3 separate regions of the Mus musculus genome follow, and regions 2 and 3 are each linked to region 1. A link is a contact called in public HiCAR-type and promoter capture Hi-C data. All regions are on one chromosome and are shown on one strand. The core of a region is the stretch at or near the end of the contact, and the rest is flanking DNA. Distances in the headings are between cores, read along the strand shown. Region 1 holds the start of Rps6 (ribosomal protein S6). Region 2 holds the start of Klhl9 (kelch-like 9). Region 3 holds the start of Mllt3 (myeloid/lymphoid or mixed-lineage leukemia; translocated to, 3).

Evidence for each region. HiCAR-type assays count read pairs that join an accessible place to other places. Capture Hi-C pulls out chosen DNA fragments and counts their contacts.
Region 2: a contact with region 1 is called in a promoter capture Hi-C map of adipose tissue, with 3 times the contacts expected there. The contact joins the promoter of Klhl9 here to the promoter of Rps6 in region 1. A contact is called at or near these places in 5 of 39 promoter capture datasets (cranial neural crest, hippocampal neurons, liver and 1 more), 6 of 115 datasets of contacts at active chromatin or transcription factors (astrocytes, embryonic forebrain, embryonic stem cells and 3 more) and 2 of 9 other capture datasets (adipose tissue and liver).
Region 3: a contact with region 1 is called in a HiCAR-type map of astrocytes, with 4 times the contacts expected there. The contact joins the promoter of Mllt3 here to the promoter of Rps6 in region 1. A contact is called at or near these places in 2 of 39 promoter capture datasets (hippocampal neurons and pre-B cells), 1 of 115 datasets of contacts at active chromatin or transcription factors (astrocytes) and 1 of 9 other capture datasets (pancreatic islet).

The regions. Positions count from the first base shown.
Region 1 is chr4:86,854,676-86,859,526 of GRCm38.p6, forward strand. It overlaps Rps6 (ribosomal protein S6), which reads right to left and starts at 2,692. Exons shown (of 5, transcript NM_009096.3): 1 at 2,646-2,692; 2 at 2,053-2,184; 3 at 1,471-1,681; 4 at 1,192-1,338; 5 at 1-280. The coding sequence starts at 2,651. The coding sequence ends at 27.
Region 2 is chr4:88,720,207-88,725,057 of GRCm38.p6, forward strand. Klhl9 (kelch-like 9) reads right to left here and starts at 2,302. Exons shown (of 1, transcript NM_172871.2): 1 at 1-2,302. The coding sequence starts at 1,796.
Region 3 is chr4:88,030,610-88,035,460 of GRCm38.p6, forward strand. It overlaps Mllt3 (myeloid/lymphoid or mixed-lineage leukemia; translocated to, 3), which reads right to left and starts at 2,798. Exons shown (of 11, transcript NM_027326.3): 1 at 2,475-2,798; 2 at 915-1,095. The coding sequence starts at 2,486.

The DNA of each region.
Region 1 (4,851 bases), core at 1,442-3,941:
ATTATTTATTTGTTGCTCTTAAAGACTCATTTTTGACTGGACTCAGACTTAGAAGTAGAAGCTCTCAGTGAGGACAGCCTACGTCTCTTGGCAATCTGTTCCTGGCGCTTTTCTTTGGCTTCCTTCATTCTCTTGGCCAAAAGTTTAGCGTATTCTGCAGCCTCCTCCTTGTTCTTCTTAGTGCGTTGCTTCTTCAGAGCAATACGTCGGCGTTTGTGTTGCAGGACACGAGGAGTAACAAGTCGCTGAATCTTGGGTGCTTTGGTCCTGGGCTTCTTACCTAAAAATCCAGATGAGCAATCACTTCTCAGCACCCATGCTGGATGACTATGCAGTGGTGTAACTCAAGCCAGGCACACCTAAGGCCCCATTCAACCCCCACCATTCATCCAAGGCCTGTGTTGTCCTCAAAACCTTTTTTTAAAGTATTACTCTGACCCTATGGTCTGCATTCTTTTTCATTTATGCTTGAATCCTACTTTTAGATGGACTCTGCCTACTATTAGAACTTTTAAAATTTGTTTTAGCCTTTTGAATTTACACTTACTCCACATTACAGGTCTCTTTAGGAACAGAAACTTGCTGTCATCTCAGCTCATGGACCCTTGTAAATAAGCTGGGATAGTCAAGTTCTGCTACAGGTCAGCCACTCTGTCCATGAGGGGAAATGGACCATTTTTAAACCTCTTGTCAACTGAGTTACACGTTTCCTTTAGTACCACTCTAATTAGTACATGTACAAGTCCACAGTCCTGAGTTATTTGTATCTCACATACAAGCCATGTCCTACAGACACAGTAACATCGTGTACCTGATGCTGTACTCTTCATTAATGAGTATGCTGCCTAACACATAGTATTTTTTCTTACGTTTAAGTGTTTTTCCTGACTTCCATAATCTATGTCCCAGAGGTGACAAATACGAGAGCCAGTCATCAGTAAGTCCAAAACACCAGCTTAGAACCCGGTCTCTCCAAAATCCTCTCCTGCAAGTTGTCCTCTAGCCCCTACATATACATCAAGTGCTTTAAAGGATTTTCAAATGTATTAAAATGAGAATGCCTTCGTAATCTCAGAATCCTGGCCATTCCTAACCCCAAAGCCATGAACATAAAGTCTGGTAAGCCAGACTCCGGGCTGGCAAGCAAAGCTGCAGCAGTAGCACAATACACCCCCCCCCCAAATCCATTACCTTCTTTGTTTAAGGGCTTCCTGACAACATACTGGCGGACATCATCTTCTTTGGAGAGATTAAAAAGCTTGCGGATTCTACTAGCCCTTTTAGGTCCCAACCGACGAGGCACAGTAGTGTCTGTCAGTCCAGGAATATCCTTCTCTCCTTAAAGAAACAATCAAAATAGAGACATTAAATGTTTATCACTTGGGAAACAACTTCTTGGGCCAATGCCCACTACCTAGGAGGCAGATCTCTCTCAATAAACAAGCAAGCAAGCTTCAACAAAAGCCTCACCTTTCTTTACAATGACCAAGTTGAGAACACTGAGATTAGCGTCCACAATGCATCCACGAACAGACTTGCGCTTCCTCTCTCCAGTTCTCCTTGGCCTGTAACAGGAATGCCCCTTACTCAACAGCAGGCGCACTCTGCCATGGGTCAGAACACCTTGCTTCATGGGAAAACCTTGCTTGTCATTCCCACCGCTGATCCGGACCACATAACCCTGCGTTGAACATAAAATAACAACATTTTACTAGTTCAGTTCCAACCTACTAAGTGCAGGTTCTTAACCTCTTAGGTTCAACACCCGACTAGGGAGAATAACTGAGACCAATTTCAACCACTCACGTTTTGTCTCCGTTTCCAACTAAGGTAAACTAGCCATCTCTCTCCTTTTGACTTACCCTGACTACCCCGGTTTTACTAGCATGAACATGAAAGGCTTTTTTTAAGACCCTGAATTCCGTACGGCAAGCAAGAAAGAAGCATGTCCTTTCGGCCCATTTCCCCAAACTTGGTTCTATTAATGAAACTTAACCCAAAACAGCCCTTGCGCTCGCCAAGCTGGGACATGGATGCCGGTAACAACCTTACCTTCCACTCTTCACCAAGAGCATCAGCGGCTACTTCCGTGGCCATGCGCTTCTCATAGAAGGTGCGGAGCTTGCGCTCGTCATCCACCTCGATGAGCTTCTGACAGCCGGTGGCGGGGAAGGAGATGTTCAGCTACAGTTTTAAAGGGGGACAAGAGAGAACCTTAGGGACCCAAGCCGGGCCGACAACGCAGGGCGTCCGAGGCTCGGATCCCACGCCCGGCAAAGCGCCGCATCCACGGGACATTTTACAGGAGCTCTGTGGGATGCTGAGGACGCCGGGCGACCCTCAAGACCTCCGCTAGCAGAGTGGCGAGGGCTCGAGAGCCGCAAGGCTGCCAGCCGCGAGCGGGGCTTCGGGACCGCGCGTGCCGGGCCCGGAGCCGGGCGCCGCTATGGCGCTACGTCCACCGCGGCGGCGCTGCAATCGCCCGCCATCCGCTCTCCCAGAGCGTCCCAGGGCCGCCAAAACGAGTTCCCTCCCGCCTCGGATCCTTCTCCACTTAGTGCGGGACTTATGCGAGCCTGGGACCGAGGCCGTGCCGCACGCTCGGGCTCGGGCGGCCTCACTCGGCCCTGGCCGGGGACGCCTACCTTCATCTTGACACAGCCGAGCGCCTGGGAGGCGTCACGAAAAAGAGGCCCGACTTCCGCTTAACCCAGGGCACATAGCGCTCTAAGTTCTCGCGAGAACAGCCGGCGGAAGTGACTTTAGAGGGGCGTTACTTCCGGGCGTAGATTAACTAGACTATGGAGAGGCCGGTTTGCAGCGAGCTGTCATTTTAGCTTCCTGGACCTTCCTGGTGACGGGGTCTGTCGTTTATCACCGGGGTTAGCCGCTTCCAGACTGGTCTACTGAGGAGCCGAATCTCCGTTTGCGACCCTGGTTTCTAGTAGTACCTAAAATGGGAAAGCACGACCGGAATTGTCGCCCTGGCTGTCAGGTCCCTCATCCGTACAGAAGATTTCCAATCCGGGATCTTGTCCTGATCCCAGCGATTGAGTGGCTCCTGTAGTCGCCGGACCGCAGAGGCTAAGCAGTCACGTTTACCCAGCACAGACATCTATCGTATGCCTCAGAGTCTTGAGCCTCTCTGCTTTCGCTCTTCTTCTGCCAAAATTGTCCCTTTTGTGGCTGGGCTGGGGGTGACAACTCAGATTGGAAATTGAGCCTCGGGGCTCATCACTGAGCGGCACCGTCGTTGTCAGCTCTTTTTTCAAAACACAAATTAACACCATTTCCATGCTTGTTTACTGCAGTCACACACAGTTCTGTTCAAACTCGTCTTTTGTTTTTCTGAGACTGTCTTTGTATAAAACCCTGGCTGTTCTGAAAGTCTCTATGTACATCATACCCATCTGCTCACCACTGTCACCAATTTCTGTCTCTAAAATTTTGAGTAAGTCCATCATGTGATGGAATCAAATGGAAGTTGTCTTTTTATAACTGGCTGGCTTCACTGAGTGCAGTCTTCAAGTTTATATTTTTCTTCCTTTTAAAGGCGCGTGTGTGTGTGTGTGTGTGCGCGCGCGTGCGCGCGCGCGCGATCACATTTTGTGTGTTGATTTTCTTGTTGAACATTTTTGTTGCTTTATACAATATCCTTGGAAGTATGGCTGCCTGCCTCTGCCCTCAGACATCAGAAGGGGTCTGATCCCTTTGAATTGGAGTTACAGATGGTTGTCAGCTGCCATGAAGGTTCTGGGAATTGAATGCTGGTCCTCTGGAAGCCCAGCTACTAGTCTTAACCACTGAGATGTCTCTCCAGACCCTGTGACCTATTTTTAAATTTTGGATTGTTAGACCTGCCATTGGTGATGCCTGCTTCTAACCCTGGCACTATGGAAACAGGCAGGACGGCTGTCACAAGTTCTTGCCAGCTTGGACTATATAGTAAATTCCAGGGTAGGCAGAAATACACAGTGAGAGCCTGAATCAAACATGCACACAAGTGAGAGAGGGGTTGGAGGAGCTTGCATGTGATACTGAGGTATCTGAAGGCAGGCTTTCACCTTGCAGCCCAGGCTGATGTCAAACTCCACGGTGTTGCTGGGGGATGACTCCTGATCCTGGAGCTTTCACCTCTCAAGTGCTGAGATTATCATAGGCCTGTGCCACCGCAATCTGATCTTAAAGACTGGTCCCTGTTTATTTTAGTTCTTGTATTAGGTCAGTGGTCCACTTGGAGTTTTGTTTTTTAAACCAAGTCTTACTGTGTTGCCTAGGCTGGCCTCTTGGCCTCTGTACTTGAACAGTCCTTTTACAGCCTTCCAAGTGGCTGGAACTACAACACATGCCATTGAAATCTGCACAGTGGTCATGCTCATATGTCTCTCCAACAGTAGACTCGCCTCCTCCTTTCCCATGTAGGTATGTAGTTGTTCCGGCAGTGCATGTGATGGGAGCGCTCTCCACACACTTGACCTGACCCTTTGGTTTGTTATGGCTGTCCAGTGCCAGGTCACACTAGTTTTGTTTTTGTTTTTTGAGACAGGGTTTCTCTGTTTAATCCTGGCTGTCCTGGAACTCACTCTGAAGACTAGGCTGGCCTTGAACTCAGAAATCCACCTGCCTCTCCCTCTCAAGTGCTGGGATTAAAGGCGTGTGCCACCACTGCCTGGCCATACTGTTTTGATTACCATAATTTTGTAAGATTCCTAGAATGGGCCTTGTAATGCTAACACTCACAAGGAGAGATGGGAGAGTTGTGAATTCCAGGGCAGCGTCCACAACCTAGCAAGAGCTCATCACCACAAACACACACACACACAATTATTTGCCTATAAATTAATGCCAGGG
Region 2 (4,851 bases), core at 1,052-3,551, 1.9 Mb after region 1:
TCTTCAGGTGGAAAAACTGTGAGAGTGCAAGCCCGAATGCCACCCAGCGACTCAGGAAGATCAAAAACTTTATGCCACTCGTCTTTTTCTGGGTCATATTTCTGGACAATTTCTACCATGCACCGGTTATTCCAAGAATATCCACCAACAACATAGATTTTGTTTTCAAAGACTGCAACTCCAACATCACTCTGACCTCTCAGCATAGCAGCAATTGGTGTCCACTGGTCAAGAGTTGGCGAATAGTATTCGCAGCTTAGGACATCATCATAATCACTTGTTCCTCTGAAGTGGTTGCCACCGATGACATACAGCTTGTCTCCAACTGTACACATGCAATGCAGACCTCGGACTGTAGTCATAGGAGCCTTCTGTGTCCATTTGTCTGTATCTGGGTCAAAACACATGAGCTCATTTTGGAAAGTGTCATGAGTGATTCCTCCGGAAATATACATTAAACCCCCATATACTGTTCCAGCATGGCCATAGTGGGGTTCACTCATCTTTGCAACGTAGCTCCATTCATTCATTCTTGGGTTGTAACATTCTACTGTGGCCAGTTCACCAGCTGCACTGCGCCCACCAACTGCATATAAATGTCCTTTGAGGGCACTCAGGTGAAAGAATGTGCGCTTTTCGTTTAATGATGCCACCTGCATCCACTTATTATAACGAGGATCAAATCTGAAAACTGTATCAACAGCCGTTTTTCCTTTTGTATCATAATTACTCTGGCCACCAACTACATAAAGGAAATTTCCAATAACAGCAATGCCATGCTGGTATCGAGGAGCATCCATGGGCGCTAACGACTTCCACTCCTGCGCCCTTTCGTCGTACATTCGTAACTCTTTACTGACAACTAGCTGTTGTCTCAAAACTCCTCCTAAGGTAACCAAATGAGTAGAATCAGATCGAATGGCAGTTCTGTCCGACTGCATCACCGGCTGCATATACGGCATCATTTGGTAATTGCTTGCTTCCAAAAGTAAATTCACACAGGTATTGTCTGTTCTCATGAAATCTACTGTCTGCACATAGTTGATGAGATCCTGTGGTGTCATCAGTGGAAAGCGAATATTCTTCATTAATTTTGCGGCATAGTCCATCCGAGGGTCTTCCAGCCTCAGCCAGCGGCAGGCTGCCTTGAAGAGCTCAAGTTCCGAACAGTGCTTGAGACTATTGCTGGAAAGCACAAAGGCAAGCCGTTCAAAGGGGAGTTTCAGAAACTCCCCAGTATTCAACAAGGCAGGAAAGTTCTTCAGGATGAAATTATTTACGTATTTATCCACTTCTATAAGATTGTAGGTGTTAGCAATCCGGCCAACCTCCACACAGTTATCCAAAGAGACGCCTGATATAAGAAATACTTTACAAAAATCCAAAACCGGCAAGATCTGTAGAAAGCTGGCAGCTTCAAGAGTGTCCTGAAGATTGTCCATATTAAGAGACAGTTTTGCAGTATAAATAAAATCAATGATTTTCTTCAGACCAACTTTGTTCACCCCATGAAGCTTGATGCACATCAAATCTTTCTCTTTCATTCCTCCAGTGAACATGGCCTTGAAATAATCACTGGCAGACGCCATCATGGCTCTATGAACCGGGAAGATTTCCTCTCCATCGCCAGGTACCAGCGTCACGTCACAAAGTAGGCCCTCTATTCTGAGCTGATCAAAGCCTTGCAATACAACCGAACTGTGCGTGTTGCTGGTAAAAAACCGCGTAGTTCCAGACTTGCAAGGCTGCAGGTGGGCAGAGACGCCCATGTCGCCGTTACCCAGAGACACCTTCATGGGAGAAGCCGGAGCTCGCTGCGAGCTGCAGGCCGCAGACGTTACAAAGAGAACGCTCTCGGGAAACCCCGGGGCCGCCGAACCAAGGGCAAGCAAGCGGTCGCCGCAGCACCGCTCTGGGCACACCGACGTCCGCCCTGCAGCAACAGCAGCACGCACCTCAAATCTGCCAGGAGAGCGGGTGAGTCATCACCCGGGGCAGTTACGTGACCGCTTCACCTCCTCCGGTCCCGGGCTGTCGTCCTTCGCCGCTGCGCTCAGGGCGGGGGAGGGGCCGTCACGGCCTGCGCACCCCGGCTGCCGCCCTCCAAGGCTCAGCCACCCCAACGAGCTGCGGCCGCGTCCTCTGCGATCCCCGCTGTGTCGTCGCGGCTACGGACTTGGCTTGGAGCAGGGCCTGGAATCCCGACTTGGGCCTAGAACGGCGGCCTAGCACCGAGAGCCAGCCCGACCTTCCGGAAAGGCAGAATCCCAGGATCCCCCGGGCTAGGAGCGGCTGCACAGCTAGTGCGCTTGCGCGGCTGAGCTGGCAAGGGGGCGGTGGATGGGGGCAGGGCGCGGGCGGGACTGGGGGCGGGGTTCCGGCCGGCCAGCGAGGCCGGTGCAGGGTCCATTATGTAAGCTTGTAGGAATGCGCGTGCGTGTGCTTAAGCTTGCTTTTCAAGAGCGCGTTCTTTTCAAGATTTACGCTTAAGGTCTTTGCCAGAGCAGCAACGAAAGGCAACCTTTGTTCAAACACAAGAAGCCTGGCAGAAGAAATCATTGTATCGTTTTATTTATTTATTTTCTTCAAGAACAGTTTTACAGTTTGCGTCACACTCAATTAAAAATGTTGATTGTAAAAGGTTTTTTGTTTGTTTGTTTAACATTTAAGACACATGAGATTTAACTTGCCACTAAATTTTGGTCCTAATGATACATTTTTTTAATATTTGGCAGGAGAGATAATGCCTTCATAAATACGGTTTTCAGGGTTTTGTTTTCCAAACACTATTTTTAACTGGCTACAGTTTTCCAGTAGTTGAGCATGTTATAGTTTACTTTGTCCACTGTTTTCATCAGTGTACAAATGTCCTCCATTATCTTATGGACTCTGTAATAAGCGCAGATGATTTGAACACAAAACGTTATCCTGATTTGGATAATGATAATATTTGGTAGAATATTCAAGTCAATGTTTCCAAAATAGTTACCCTTTGCGTTTCCCTTGTGTTGAACTTTGCTTTTATAAGTATTTTTTATTAACATGCAGTTCTCTAGCTACTGGCAAATTTTAACTTTGATTTGAGAATAAGTATATAATTTGCCGTAGTTCTCTGTTCTCGAAGTTCCAAATCCTTCTAGCGTTTACTTGTATGCAGACTAAGAATATACTTACATTCTTATGCTCCACTTCCTGGCTCTTTTCTAAATGGCATGTATCCTACTGGATTTTTTTTTTCCAGTTCAAGATTTTCCAAAATTGGTATATAGAGAGCTTACTTACAACCTGTTGATGACCCCAAAAAAATGTATGTAATTTACTTAACTATAGGTGATTAATCTTCCTTTATTTCTCCTTCCTTCTTCTCCCGGTGGTTTCCGGCCAATTGCAGCAATCCCGGGAAACTAGTAGAACAACATTCTTTTCCCCAAACTAGTAGAACAACCTGTGGTCGTCGTTCCTTCCCCCCCCCCCCCCCAGGTGCCCTGTTATACCAGAGCTTTGTTGAAATGAGAATGGTCTTGAGAAGTTCTTCCCAGGAGCTAAGTTCTGGGAGGCTGCTTGGTTCAGGAGTTGGGGTAAGCCTTTCCTGAGTGGCTCTGACATGTCACCTGGCTGTGAAGAGGCACTTCCGAGAGATTAATTTCTACCTGTAGGGAAAGAAAGAACAAGATCACTTCCTGAGAAGGTGCCAGAGCAAACTTCAAGACATCGGTCCTTTCCCTACTAAGCTAGCAAGGTTAATGAGAAACCAGGCATGAACATTTATGGTTATTAGGGACACATGCTCCTCATATTTCAATGGTTTATTTTACATTTATTTTTATGTTCATTGGTGTTTTGTCTGCATGTATGGCTATGCGAGGATGTCAACTGGAGTAACAGGCAGGTGTGATCTATCCTCTAGATGCTTGGAACTGAACCCTGGGTCCTCTGGAAGAGCACCCAGTGCTCTTTACCTCTGAGCCATCTCTCCAGCCACCAACATTTAACTATTTTAAAAGATTATTTTGGGGGCTGGTGAGATGGCTCAGTGGGTAAGAGCACCCGACTACTCTTCCGAAGGTCCAGAGTTCAAATCCCAGCAACCACATGGTGGCTCACAACCATCCGTAACAAGATCTGACTCCCTCTTCTGGTGTGTCTGAAGACAGCTACAGTGTACTTACATATAATAAATAAATCTTAAAAAAAAAAGATTATTTTGTTCTGCTTTCACCAATATTTGGTAGTCATGTTAAACAGGTATGTGTTAAAAGCATCGACTTAGGGTCATCGGCCCACTAGACATAGCATTTACTCGTGTGCTTTATTATATCAATTCCAATATATTTTTTTTTAATTTCATTTATTATATCTTAGTATTTAGCACATATGAGATCATGTTCACCTTCACATTTAACTTAAAAAGAAGTATTTACTTTCTTTTTTAAAGGATTCGTTTCTTTTATTTATTTGAGTACACAGTTGCTGTCTTCAGACACACTAGAAGAGGGCAACAGATCCCATTACAGATGGTTGTGAGCTACTATGTGGTTGCTGGGAATTGAACTCAGGACCTCTGAAAGAGCAGTCAGTGCTCTTAATCTCTGAGCCATCTCTCCAGCCCAGTATTTACTTTCATATTTTAATTAATATTTTTATTATTTAAAGTTTCACTTTTAGACATTTCACGTGTTTGTAATTTCAGATGAAGAATGGATGTCCAGTTTATTCAAGCTACAAGTAACATCTAAGGCTCAGGAGTGATGGCACACGCCTTTAATCTCAGCACCCAGGAGGCAGAGGCAGGCAGGTCTCTGAGAGTTTAGGATCAGGTTGATCTACAGAGTGAGTTCCAGGACACCTAGG
Region 3 (4,851 bases), core at 1,548-4,047, 1.2 Mb after region 1:
AGTGTTTTTCAGAACCTCTTCAAACGTCTTTTTTAAATGACACCCTCCCCCGCCCCCCACACTGTCCTGCTCTGTTTAATTGAAGGTGCTTGGGACCAGAGAAGCTCAGCAAGAGTATGCAAGCCAGACTTTATGGCTGAGGATCCAGGTGTAGGAAGAACTAAAGAAATAGGCAAAACAGCATCTTTGCCTGAAACTTAGCTTTCAACCTTAACGGAAACTCCCTCCCTTTGTGGGTCCCAATGAGAAGACAGTTCAGAAGGTAATTCAAAATCTACTAGAGCAGTAAAATGCCCCCACGGGGGACGGAGGTGGGGGTACTGAGGGGATAAACCACCCTACTAGTAAAATCCAGGCTGTGAGGTAGAGGCTAACTCCCAAAGGGACACTCTACAGCAACCTGGCACCTAGTATCTCAAACACAGAGGCCAGAATTGCCTAGAGAACCGACTTCTCTAAACGGAACAATAACTACCTCCAATGCATTCTTGGCTAGTAACACAGGTAAAGCTCGATTTCTCCAGGAAAGGGGGGGGGGGGGGTGTGGAAAGGTGCAAACTGTTTATTCCCTCCAGCTTTGCTCTCCAAACCTCCAAACCCAGTAACTAATTACATGGTCCCCAAAGGACCTACAGCAACCCAAGAGGGCTGGGAGGAATAAACACGCGACACCTGACGGTCCTTTCTCTGTGCTGACTTTCCCTAAGCCCAAGTCGAACACTCACGCGCGCGCGCGCCCGCGCGCGGGCAGCAGAGACCTGGCCAGCACGGCGCCGCGCCCCCGGGTCCCAGGCTAGCCCGGCAAGCGCGGCGCGGGGGGCGGGGAACGGCCCGGGGAGCGCCGGGGCCCCGCGATTGTTTCCTCCCGGAGCAAAGACATTTTTTATCAAGTCTCTTTTGTATTCGAGCCCTACCTCTTTTTGGCCTAGGGAAGCTTTCGTGCAAGTGGAAGACGACTTTCTCCACAAAGTGCTGAATGTTACTGTGCTCCGGGCCGCGCACGAACACCATCCAGTCGTGGGTGAAGCCCTCCACTGTGGGTTTCTTCCTCACCTGGGCGCGGTGCCCCAGCTCCAGCTTCACCTGCACGGCACACTGCGGGCAGGGGGAGGAGAGACAGCCGTGAACAACAGGAAGGCGACCGTTCGCTGCTCAACATTGCGCCTGACATTTTTTTCCCTCCTCCTTGAAACGCACATAAAAGGAAACGGCAGTGCCCTCTCCATCCACGTTTCACGCGCGTGGGCGCGCACACCCCACACCCCCAGATACACCGGGCCGGGCCGCAGGGGCCCCCGGCGCCGCTACACAGCGGCCGGGATTGTAACGGAATGTTACCCCTAGTCGCGAAGGGGGTCGGGGAAAGGGGAGAACACGACCACCACGGCAAGCACGACAACAAACGCGTCGGTAACAAATTAGGAGACAATCAGGAGGGGATGCTGGGGCGCTTTCCCGGCGTGGGAGGGGAGGTGGCTGAGATAGGGGACCGGGGTTTCTAGCGAGCCCCCTCCCCGAAAGTACCGCGGCGACAGGCACACGCCGAGGAAGTCTTTGTGTACGTGTATGTGTGCGTGCGTGTGGAGCGCGGTGCCAGGCGGAATGGAAACTACAGGCAGCCTCTGCTAATGGGCACAAACTCCCGTGTTCTTTCTTACCACGGGGTTCGTGCACAAGAATGAAACGTCGTCACACATACACTCACTCACGCCCGCACGAAAACACGCCAAGGCATCCCCAACTCAAAGCACCCCGCACCCCTCGGCGAACAGCCCCCCACGACCAGCAAGGCCAGCCCAACAGAGCCAACGCTGCACACTTTCAAGAGCCAAAGTGGTCGCAAACTCCCTCCAGCCTCCCCCCACCCGCCCCCCCAGCGAAAGCCACAAAACGCAGAAAGGCAGGGCTACTGGCGGACCGCCGCGGAGCCCCGGTCGCGCACACCGGCCGCTGGGGCAAAGTTGCGAGCAGCCCCGCCGCTGTCAGCCCGCACACTCGGGCTCACGCGCGCGCCGCGGAGAACGCACCATCGTGGCGGCCGCGGCGCTCGGCGGAGGTGCGGCCGCAGAGGCTGCTCGCCGCGTCCCCGGACCGTGCCCGCAGCTCCCGGCGGCGGCGGCGGCTGAAATATGGCTGAGTTATTATTCGCCTCCTTCCACCGGGTGTGAGTGTGTGTGTGCGCGTGTGTGAGCCAGAGGGAGTGTGAGTGCGCTTCTTGCGATTGCAAAGAGGCGAGGCGGGCGGGAGGCGCGGGGGGGGGGGTGGCGGTGGCGGTGGCGGCGAGTGTGCGAGTGTGTGCGCGCGCGCCGGGGGGGGGGGGGGTGGGGAGGAGGGAGAGGCGGCAGCTCCCCGCGAGCAAAACCAACCTTTCTCTAATTGGAACCGCGGAGCGCTGGCGCTGTCTGGGCTGCGGCGGCGCGGGGCGGAGGAGGAGAGGGAGGGGGGCTTTTATTATTTTTTTTGCATGTACTTACCGAGCTAGCCATGCCTGGGGGCCCGGAGGTTTGCCGGGGTGTTGTGTGGTACCCCCCCTCCCCCGCCCCCTTCAGCTGTAATTCATGAAGAGGCTGCTATGAATGAGAGCGCGCCCGGGAGCTGAGGGTAGATGGCGGACATGCTCTGCCTTGGCCCCCACCCCACCCCGTGCTCGCTCTCTCGCTCGCTTATTAAACTCAGCCCCAAAAGCAAAAGCAGCAGCAGCAGCAGCAGCAGCAGCTCCGGGGCCAGAGGATGAGTCCGGAGCATGCGCCGTGGCGCCTGACACCCGGGCTTCGAGCCTCTAGGGGCGGAGGGAGGGCGTGCGGGCGGGGCGGAGCGCGCGGGGAGGCCGAGCGACCGAGCCAGGGGGAGCTCGAAAGAGCCAATCAGCGGCCGCCTCCCCGAAACCCCGGCGGCCCGCAGCGCCACACTGGAACGCCTCGCTTAAAGTAACAGGTTCCTGATGGGGGAGGGGGGAGGAAATGGAGGGAGGGGGCCCGGCACTGGGAGAGCGGCCAGCTGGGGAGCCATCCCGGCCCCTGTGCAAACTCCGTTCTCCCTACAATAAAAAACGGATTAAAACTGCTGGAATGTGGCCACTGCCTGGAGCCCCCCAGCCGCAGGAGAAGGGGTTGTTAAATCAAGTCTTTGGCGGTAGTGAGCACGTTTGGGAAGGGGGAGCGGGCTTGTTTTTACTTTCCACCATGGATTTTTGCGGGTTTGTGCTGAAATCGCAAGAACGCACACCCAAACAAACTTATTTAAACAGAGAGCAAGAGAAATCCACGCTACCAAAGAAAAAAAAGAAGGGGGAAAAAAGCCTCCTGATAGCAATCTCTGGGACTGAACAGCCCCCAGCAACCTTAAATCCCTTTCCCTATCTACTCCGAGCCACCAACCTACCCCGCCCTCCCACCGTCGCCACTGAAAACTTTAAAAAAGAAAAAGAAAAAAAAAGAAAAGAAAAAAAGAAATGAACGCGAAACAAGAATGCCATTTCCTTCCTAGGAAACGCCTCCCGCCTCGGTGTTCCCGGGCTGAGAACCGTGCCCAGGTGGAGGCGGGACACCTGGGAGTGCCCGTCGCAGAGCCTTAGGGAACCCGCTTCCCAGTTGTTTGCTTCAGGAGGCTTCCCCCTCGCTGACAACCTGCTGGGTTGCATCAGGGTCTGCCCTCTCTCTAAGGGCGCGCCAGACTACTGGGAACCTTAAAATAGATAAAGTTAATACTGACTATAATGTGCATAAATTGGATTATAATCTTTAGGCATATTGGTGACAGCCAACATAATCCATCTCTGGGTATTAATCCATTTAGGCTCCCGGGTGACAACCCCTCGCAGAAGTGTTCTAGAGTTGCTCTTCTACAAATGCTCCATCTCCGATTGTAGTTTGTCTCAGTGGCCACGGGTAGAATATCAAGCCATACGTGAAGCGAAAAAAGAAGAAGAAGAAGAAGAAAGAAAAAAAAAAGAGTTACTAGCTTCCTCTAGAAACACAGACAACCTTTAAAAAGGAAACGGATAAGATCTAGACGATATACGAAAATGAAAGATGGGTGTGACTTTTGTTTCGTTAAAGTTCTTGTACCTCTCTGGCTCTTAACTCCTTTTTTGAACTGGTTTGGGGTGGTGGCTGTTTTCCAGAGTTTATCTTTTGTTCACCATCTTTTTTTCTCCAGATTGCCAACTTCTTTTCTCCCTGTGTTTTTTGTCTCTCTTCCTCTTTCTGACTCAACTTTATTGCTTTCTTCTTTTCCTCTCGCCGGGAGACCATGAAAGCACAACTCGGCCCTTGCATTGAACACTTGAGAATAACGGGAAGGAGGTTTCCTGGAGCGTCCCAGGTTCTCCATGACCACGTTCAGTTTTTCCCACTGCTCACAAAGTAGATGATGGGGATTAGACAGGACCAGGTCCAGCCAAGTTCAAAGCAGCACGTTTCCAACTCGAGTAGTGTGATTCTCCTAAAACTGGTACACCCATCCTCCAGGATTCAGCCCAGAAGTGGGGAAACTTGAACAGAAGTCCAAGGACATATTTCCCAACCAAGTCTGTAAGAGTATGTCATCTTGTATGCATGTGTGTTTGTGTAAGCGCTAAGTTAGACAGAACTGCTGTGTGTGGGATATAAGCAAGGGATGACTATCTACTGTGCATTCTTACACCGTTTATCAAATAATCAAATTGCAGAGAACTATTTTGGAATGAAGAAGTTGAAAACTGAAGATTATGTGAATGTTTTTAGTAACTGAAAGGTGACCATTCCGCGTTTGCACTGATTCCAGAGTTGGTCTCTTGGTTTTCTCTCCAGGAACTGGAACTTGTATATTAAGAGGGATTCCCTGCCCCACCCCCTCGACCATGTGCTTGCT